Regions from separate parts of the Oryzias latipes genome. Here region 1 is linked to region 2. A link is a contact called in public Hi-C data. All regions are on one chromosome and are shown on one strand. Each heading gives the region's core, a stretch centred on a gene start, on an enhancer-like site or on the middle of the called end of the contact. The rest is flanking DNA. Distances are from core to core; before and after follow the strand shown. Region 1 overlaps chd7 (chromodomain-helicase-DNA-binding protein 7). Region 2 holds the start of chd7 (chromodomain-helicase-DNA-binding protein 7).

The links. Hi-C and Micro-C count contacts between places; a contact is called where the count stands out from the background.
Region 1: a contact with region 2 is called in a Hi-C map of embryo, with 1.8 times the contacts expected there. The contact joins the enhancer-like site here to the promoter of chd7 in region 2. A contact is called at or near these places in 4 of 5 Hi-C or Micro-C datasets (embryo, fibroblasts and gastrula embryo).

Annotation. Positions count from the first base shown.
Region 1 is chr17:21,014,705-21,018,791 of ASM223467v1, forward strand. It overlaps chd7 (chromodomain-helicase-DNA-binding protein 7), which reads left to right. Exons shown (of 41, transcript XM_023965274.1): 5 at 2,106-2,250; 6 at 3,380-3,511; 7 at 3,806-3,871. Among protein-coding and RNA genes, the nearest start is that of chd7, 49 kb to the left of the region's middle. Within about 2 kb of position 2,002, at least 6 of the 8 cell types and tissues checked have an H3K27ac peak or open chromatin away from gene starts, as enhancers often do. A contact at or near this core is called in gastrula embryo, where this site is marked.
Region 2 is chr17:20,966,027-20,970,021 of ASM223467v1, forward strand. It overlaps chd7 (chromodomain-helicase-DNA-binding protein 7), which reads left to right and starts at 2,016. Exons shown (of 41, transcript XM_023965274.1): 1 at 2,016-2,345.

The DNA.
Region 1 (4,087 bases), core at 752-3,251, 49 kb after region 2:
ATTCAGATATTCTCCCAGTAAGGGGAGGTTCACCATCCAGAGCAGGAGCTGCGTCTGAATGATGGATGCCTTCAGCGGTACTTCCATCTCTCAATGACCCAGTTTGACGAATGTCCAGTATAAGTCAGAGGAGAGAAAAAATTAAAATAATACAATAATAAGAGGAACTTATTGTCTTGACATTCATAAAAAAGGAAAAGATCACAAAGATTAGTAAGAGAATGATCAGATTTTTGGTTTGAACTCCACCAGCTGATTACATCATCAGCACGTCACGGGCCAGAGGTAGGCTCCTGATTGGATTCTTGGCCAAAGTTGAGATTTTCGATGTCGCGTGGGCGGGGCTTCAGAACTTAAGCCACACCACATTGTCGCACTGCTCGACAAGCGATTGCCACTGCGGCTGACACTCAAATCAGGCCGCATGACTTCTGATTGCATCTGTATATAGACTTAACGTTAAAACTGGATACAACTACTCCACAAATCACGTGCGACTAGGGCTGGGCGATATTGGATTTTTCATATCACGATATTGTTTTTTTCATATTGTGCGATAACGATATTAAAAACGATATCAAATAACTATATTTTTCAAAGTAATCTTTATTGCACACAGTTTTAAAAGACCACAAATAAATTCAAATGTTTGAACTCTCAAGTTTAACAGAAAAATAGACAAAAAATTGACACACAATTATGTTATGTCATTTTCGACTGTGTTTATTGGTAGCATGTCTTTGGCCAGACAGTAGGCTACAGCATTTGTGATGTCGCAATGTCTCTTCGATTTTTTGTCGTATGGCGTTACATTGGAAAATGCCGAATGTAAAGACTGCTGCTGCAGCGCAGGTCTTACCGTTGTTTTTGAAGTCTGGCATTGAGCATGCTCGAGGGGGTGGTGCTGCTTTAAGTGAGAAAAGGTTGGTGGTATTTCCACATTTATTAGGAACGTATCTTTGGCACAATTTGCAGTAGACGTACTTTGAATTTTATCCGACTTTAGATAACCGAAAAACGTCCACACGGCGGAACTTTTCGGGCCGGTCCGTTCTACAATGCCTCTTGAACCTTTATCTGCGCCCGCTTGGCTCGAGTTTGTTAACTTCTCTTCAGACGGAACATTCATTTTCTGCAAGTGTTAGGATTTGCAACGCATGCAGATACTAGCTTGCATCCTAGCTTGTAAATAACGTTCACTCTAACTAGACGTGGCGCAGTTTATTCAGTGATTGGGCTAGCCCTGTGATACTTAATTCTGATTGGACAAGAGGGCGGGTCTTCCGGGGGTTTCTCCCGTGTTCATTTAAAACGAAAGTTTATCGCAATAGACTAATTTCGCTATCGAAAAAAGGTAATATCGCAATAACGATAATTATCGTTTTATCGCCCAGCCCTACGTGCGACGTGAACGATGCTTTACGTGGAGAGGGGTCGCTGAAACCAAACATACCTGGGCTTTGTATGAACCCCTGGGTCCATCCGAATGGGTTGTTCGTGTTCCAGTGGGGTATGGAAGATCACCACCAGGCCTTCATCATGCACATTTGTGCTCTGTGCAAATGACATTAGAAGTACAGACAAGAGGAGGGATGCTGAGTGTCCTCTCACCTCTGTGGTGTGAATGCACACACACTCGCAGATGGAGCCAGCTCCTCTTTTTTTTTTTTTTTTTTCTTTTTCCATGCCAGAGATTAGAGAGAGCCTGAGGGCCTCCGAGCGCCTCCCCCCCTCCTCCCTGTGGGGCCTCTCTCTCTGTCTGTCTGTCTGCCTGTCTCCCTCCCTCTCTACCCATATCTGTCTCACTGGACAACCCCCTCCCCCTCTCTGGGCTTCTATCTCTCCATCTTGCTCCCTGTGCCTCCATGCAGTCTTTCATCATATTAACCCCCTGTGTGCCAGAGCCTGAGGCACACTAATGATTTCTAAATGGGTAAATCAAACATGGCAATTGCCGTGGGACAGTTGGCACACACACTCACACAAACACATGAGGCTAGGTGGGGTGTTGCAGAAGTAACTTAATAAACATTAGCACTGTGATGTGTTATTTTGACTTTTTTTTTTAAATCATTGGATCTAACTTTTCTCTCTTCTTTCTCCAGCAGTAAAAAGGTGGAGTCAGAGGGTGGGGCTAGTGCTGCTAAGAAGGATTCAAAGAGAAAGAGAGAGTTATCCGTCAGTGAAGAAGTGGAGGTGAAGTCCCCACCTCCCTCCCCTGCTGACGAAGAGGAGGACGATGGTGTACAGGTACAAGATGAGCAGAGTCTACATGTTTGCTTTTCAGCTCCCTCCTGAATAGATGAAGTTACAGGTAAACACTGTGATGGTTTTCCAAAGTGCAGAGGAAAGGACCATAAAATCATTGCAGATTCCTTTGCGTCACAGTTTGCAGGAACAGAGGGCACTGAGCCAGTTAATGTTTGTGTTGTAAGCCGGCCTTGTTGATAGAGCAAGCAGATAGGACCTGAGCCAAGTTCACCTTCTTTACAGTCAGCAACTTTTCAGCTGCTGCTCCTGTTATCCTTTTCCCCAAATAACATGCTGTGTACACTTAAACATTCAGAACTCTTTGATTTCACTTTCTACAAACCCAGAAAACCTTCGCATCAAACTTTTAAGTCTCACTCCGATCATCTTGTGATCTATTTTAAGTGTTTCCCAGTGGTCTTTTGATTATGATTATACCACTTTTAGCCAAAATCATAAAACCTGTGTCCTTTTTTTAGCACATAGCTTCTGCAAAGCGGCAGGAGTTAATTAGAAATATACCTCTGAGTTGCGGGCGTGACCGTTGGCACAAAGCAACCCCCCCCTTCCCATCACCCATAACTGAGAGCTCTGTGTTTATCCTGGTCCTGCTAACTTACAGGCCTTCATACCCCCAACCTAACATACCGGTGCAGCAAAAATGGCGAGCTATCCAGCCGTACAGTTTTGAGCCTGATGCAACATCAGTCGAGGAAAACAAAGACGTACATGGATCTATTTGTCTAGAAGAGGATGGAGCAGAGCAGGGAGCTTGTGGCGACTGCAGCACCTATGTCACAGCTACAGGCTTTTTGAAACTGCATTTGTTTTTAATCTGCTCCTGATTCACATTGATTTGAATAAAGAAATACTCAGAAATGCATATATGTCCTCAATCACCCCAAAACAAATGCTACAAGAACATGAAAAAAAAACACAAAACATTTTTTCTTGGAATTGTTCTTTAAATCGTAAATGCCAGTTTGGTAAAAACGATTGTTTGATTTAATAGCTGGATTTTGTTTGATGTTGATCAACTAAAAATTATTTAAATACATTTGTTATTCAAGAAAATTGGGAGTTTGGTTTTGAAAAGAAAATCCGTCATTTGTCACTTTTCTCTTTTCAGAAGCGTCGTTCAAGCCGCCAGGTGAAGAGGAAGAGGTACACCGAAGACTTGGAGTTTAGGATCTCTGAGGATGACGACAGTGGAGATGACTCGACAACACCGAAATCTCCCTCATCCTCGTCACAGCAGCAGGTGAAGCTTGGGTTCCTGATAATTGGTTTACCTTGGATTATTGGAGTGTTGTTGGAGTTGAATCATTGTCAAGTTGGCTGTTGTTTTTGTGTATACAGAAAGAATCTCACATGTGGTAAAGTTCTATCTTTTTACATAAACATGGATTTGACGTTAGTGTTTATAAAGATTTTTTTTAGCAATGTTGACGGTATAATCTTGAAAAAACCTTTTGCTTACAAAATTCCCCACAGCTTTAGGGAATTACATCCTCCTTCAGCTGGGCTCAGACTTAGTACTTTTGCTCTCTTTCAGGATGCGGGTGAGGTTGAGGGTCCCGTTGTGGAGAAGATAATGGGCATGCGCAGCTCTAAAAAGCAGGTAAGGCGCCATGAAGCAGGGCACCAAGAGATGCACGCATGGGCACTCTGGCTGGAATCACGGTTTACGTCATCTGATTAGCCGCTCCACAGCTGGCCTAAGCAGATTATGCACACTGGGACGCGTGCACACACATGGCTAAAATGGCTCGGATTGACTTGCTAAGCAGATACAAGAGTTCTTGTATTTCCTGATGTGTGAGAGCTTGGTGCTCTT
Region 2 (3,995 bases), core at 766-3,265:
CACATCTACTATTCTGCTTAGTTTGAAATAAAACTTAGAGTGAAAACAAATCCACTTTATTCTCACCCTGTGTTTAAACATGTCAACAATACTCTTTGACTTCAACGATAAGAAGCATATGAACTGCATAAGAATCCAGGATTCAAAAACTTATGTTGGTGCAGAACATGGGATAGAAAATACAAAGTTTGTGTCCAATCTATCGTGGTTAATCAACGTTTGCAAGAACTGAACCTGCACCTGAGTCTAAGCAAATGCAAACACATCTGTAATTTTTACTGTTCTAAGAGAAGACCATCACAACCCCAAAATGTCGTTTTTTTAACATGTGGCTGACAAACACACGTGAAAGTTTGATTGAAGGTTATGTACTTTGATATGACTGGTTATCACCGTAACTAATCATCTGGTCTGAAGCATATAGCTGCATTTCTTGAAGCGAAGCCAGCAGGATTGATTGTAGAGGTTTGGCACTGCACATGTACAAGTATTTTATTCAATCAGATTACACAGTTGATAGGAAATATTCTATTTTATCAATGCTTTCCTTCTGTGAAAATGTACAGAACACAAGTCCTAAAACTCTACATTCAATGCTCAATTTCTTCAAATATGTGCCTTTATGTTTGCTACTTAGAAATATGCACACTCTAGATGTGTTTGTGGGAAATGGGAATATTTATACAAACGTGATGTGTTCTTTTAAACCCTCGACCTCTGAATTGATTTGCATTGACAGGGGTCAAGGGATTCAAAATTATATTTCTTCAAGATCAACCGTTTATAGTAGCTTTTAACAAAAATGTTAAATATAAACCAAAATGGCCTGTCCTTACTATACCGTCGCTCAAAAGCGCTTTAGAGTCACAGTCCCATTCCCCCATGCACACACACATTCGCACACTGTTGGTGCACCCTGGCGCCAACCTAAAACCACCAATGTGGGGTTAAGTGCCTTGCCCAAGGACATTTCGCCACGTGGGCAGGCAAAGCAGGAATCAGACCTGTGATCAACCGAACAGATGTTGACCGCTCTACCTCTGGTGTTAGCATTTGTCCCAAATTGAGATTGTGAGTTTAAAGATGTAACACTGTTTTTGTGTGTTTACCTTTATTTGCCAATTAGGTCTAAATTAGGTCTGTAGCAGAAGAGGGAAAAAAAAGCTATAATAATAGTGCCGCCACCGTGTTTAACAGAAAGATTTGAATCTAAAAGTCCATATAAACAAAAAAAACCTTTTATTTTTAGTTCAGAATGTTTGATGCTAGCTATCGGTTTGTTTTTTACACAATCAGTTCTGGTTAATTTATAAATATTGTTCAAATAGACAGAAAAAGCATAAAAGGTCTCATTAGCATCTGTAACAGAATTTATTATAGAAAACTGCTGCACTTCCTCCTAAAGTCAACATTTCCATTCATAAACAATGCAAATTTGAATAAATACTGGGAATTAAACCCTCTATTTGAACCATCTTCCTGCACATTTATGTAGCAAATGTGAAGAAAAAAAAACTATTTCCAGTTAAATTTGAATGTACTTTTCCTGTAAACAGAACATTTTTTCTGTTCCAATGGCTGTAAAAACACGAATCCAGAAATAAAAGTTTTACTAATAAAAAAATCATGAACCTAATTAATTCTGTTAAAATTGAGTAAGTATGTCCAATGATTGAGATATAAGCTTTCCGGTGTAAAAATTGCCATTACAAGTTTGCAGGACCTCCAAAAGGATAAATAAGAATACTTTTTTTAAATAAGGCAAAAACTAAAAATAGTCCGTACAAGTTTGTTGCCCCCCCCCCCCTCCCATATTTTTTTAATTTAAATACAAACAATTGAATTTTAATAAACATTTCAAAACAGGAGTCCACAGTCAAATCAAACTAACGCCTTTGTTTTTAATTTTCATATCCAAATGAGAGTCCAGAGAAAGCGTCACGCGGGCACGGCCGAGGTCAGTGACCGCGCACGCCGCTGTTTATCTGTACGAGAGGTCCTCGGGAGCGCGCCCCCCCTGGCCGAGGAAGGTGAGCGAGTGTCTGGAGGGGAGGACTCGGGAGCGCGACCAGCCGAGGGATCGATCGGATTAAACTCGATTTGAGTGAAATTAACACAAAGGAGAGAAGAGCAACACACACTAGTCGGCGAGGTCGCGGATGCAAGACACGCCGGAGAAATATTGAATGAAAATAACAGCAAACACGAACTTTTTCCCCCTGTTTATTTATATTTCAAACTGAAAAGGATCGCGGTGGATGGGGTTTTTTTCCGAGCAAGCGGAGATTCTACCCTGGTGACGAGGAGTTGATTTGATAAAATCCCGAACCGATCGAGCTTGTTGGGTAAGCAACCTAAAGCCAATTTTTTTCCTATTTTTTGGGGGGGTACAAATAACAATCTGGTTGGAATGGTTCTACAGTCTTCGTCGGTTATAAATAAAAACCTCCTATATTTTATCAATGAATAGTCAGTAAGTTTGTCATACTTTTTTGCTCGACAATCGGACTCTAAACCGCCGTGCGGGCTATGTGCTTTTTCCAGTCCGGAGGGCATTGGCTGAAGGGAGAACTCCATTCATCTCGGGATAAATCGTGCTAAAGATTTATCGTTTGATACTAAAGTCATTGAAGCTGCCATGCCGACATGCTAACAATAGCAAGTTTAGCTTTGCCAGCCGCTGCATCGCTCAGAGACGCACAACAGTCCTGGTAGATAGTTGAAAAGTGGAAAGGGAGAAAAAAATCCACGAAACGCCACGGTGAGCTCTCCGCCTGTGTAGCGTCCCTCCGTAACTACTTAGGCGGTTTTGTGGATTTGAAAACGGACTTAATTCAGTTTAAAAGTGTTAGCCCAGTTAGCTAATTGTGTTGAAGCTTCCAGGAGACACGAGGTGGCTCGAGCGTAGAGGTGAGTCACCGAGCGGAGCTCCGAGGGAGATTCCCAGCGGACAACACTTGGCTCATTTGCCCCTCATTTTTGATGGATTTATACCAAATGTTCGCAACTAAAGTTGAAAAAACAACGAAATGAGCGCGCGCAGTTGTGTTTTTTGTGAATTTTAATGGAGTCTGAGTGAAGTGTTTGTAGTAGTCGCTAGTTTTATTGGACGGAAGGGACAGGAGTGGAGGAGGGGGGAGGCTAGACGGTCATCCCATAAAACAGTGTTTTTCACGCTTTCTCAGTCAAGGTTTGCGTGAATTCACGTTTCTATTAAAGACAAATATAGATTTTTGCGACTTTGTCCTCCGTTTGGTTCGGGGTAAAGTGCTTTTCGGAAATAAAAACCGAGATGAGAGAACCGTTCCCCGGTCCGGAACGACGTGCGAAATACCGCTGATAGGCTAATTAGCCGTGCTAGCCGCTGGAGGTCGGCCCAGCGCGAGGACACAGAAGTTCAGCTAGCCTGCTAGCCAGCTCCCATCCTTATTGTGTCCGGCCAAACCACTTCAGAAACCCATCCTCTCTCATCCAGAGCTGCCTACTAACCTGCTGTCGGTGGATCGCTCGGTCGCTTGTTGTTTTGGCAATGGGATCAACTTTATGACTTTTTTTTGAGGAGTTAAAATATATATCTTTGTTAAAGTCGCCGTAAATGTTCTTTGTGCATCTTTTTTGGTGTTTGAAACCGATCGTTTTCGGTATTCTCAAGTGAAGTAGTCGGCTACACTTGTTACTCTGTGTGGACGGGAGGAAATAAGTAACAACACCTGCCGGGCGTCGCCGCGATTGGGACATTTTCTTTTTATTTGGTAGCAGAAACTTGCACGGTCTCATCGACATGGACTGTTGAGTGAGCGTCTCTCTGCCATCTTTCTCCATAATGCGTCCTGGAAGCAGTTAACTTGCATAATGATCAGCCGGCTGCGCGCACGCATCTCCCAAGTCTCACTCAAGAGGGGCAAAACTTCCCGAAACATTGACTGGTTAGTATTCGTTTTCGCATCGCCGCCGTATTGAGGGTGACACGTAAGGTGTTTGTTGTTTCCCTGGCT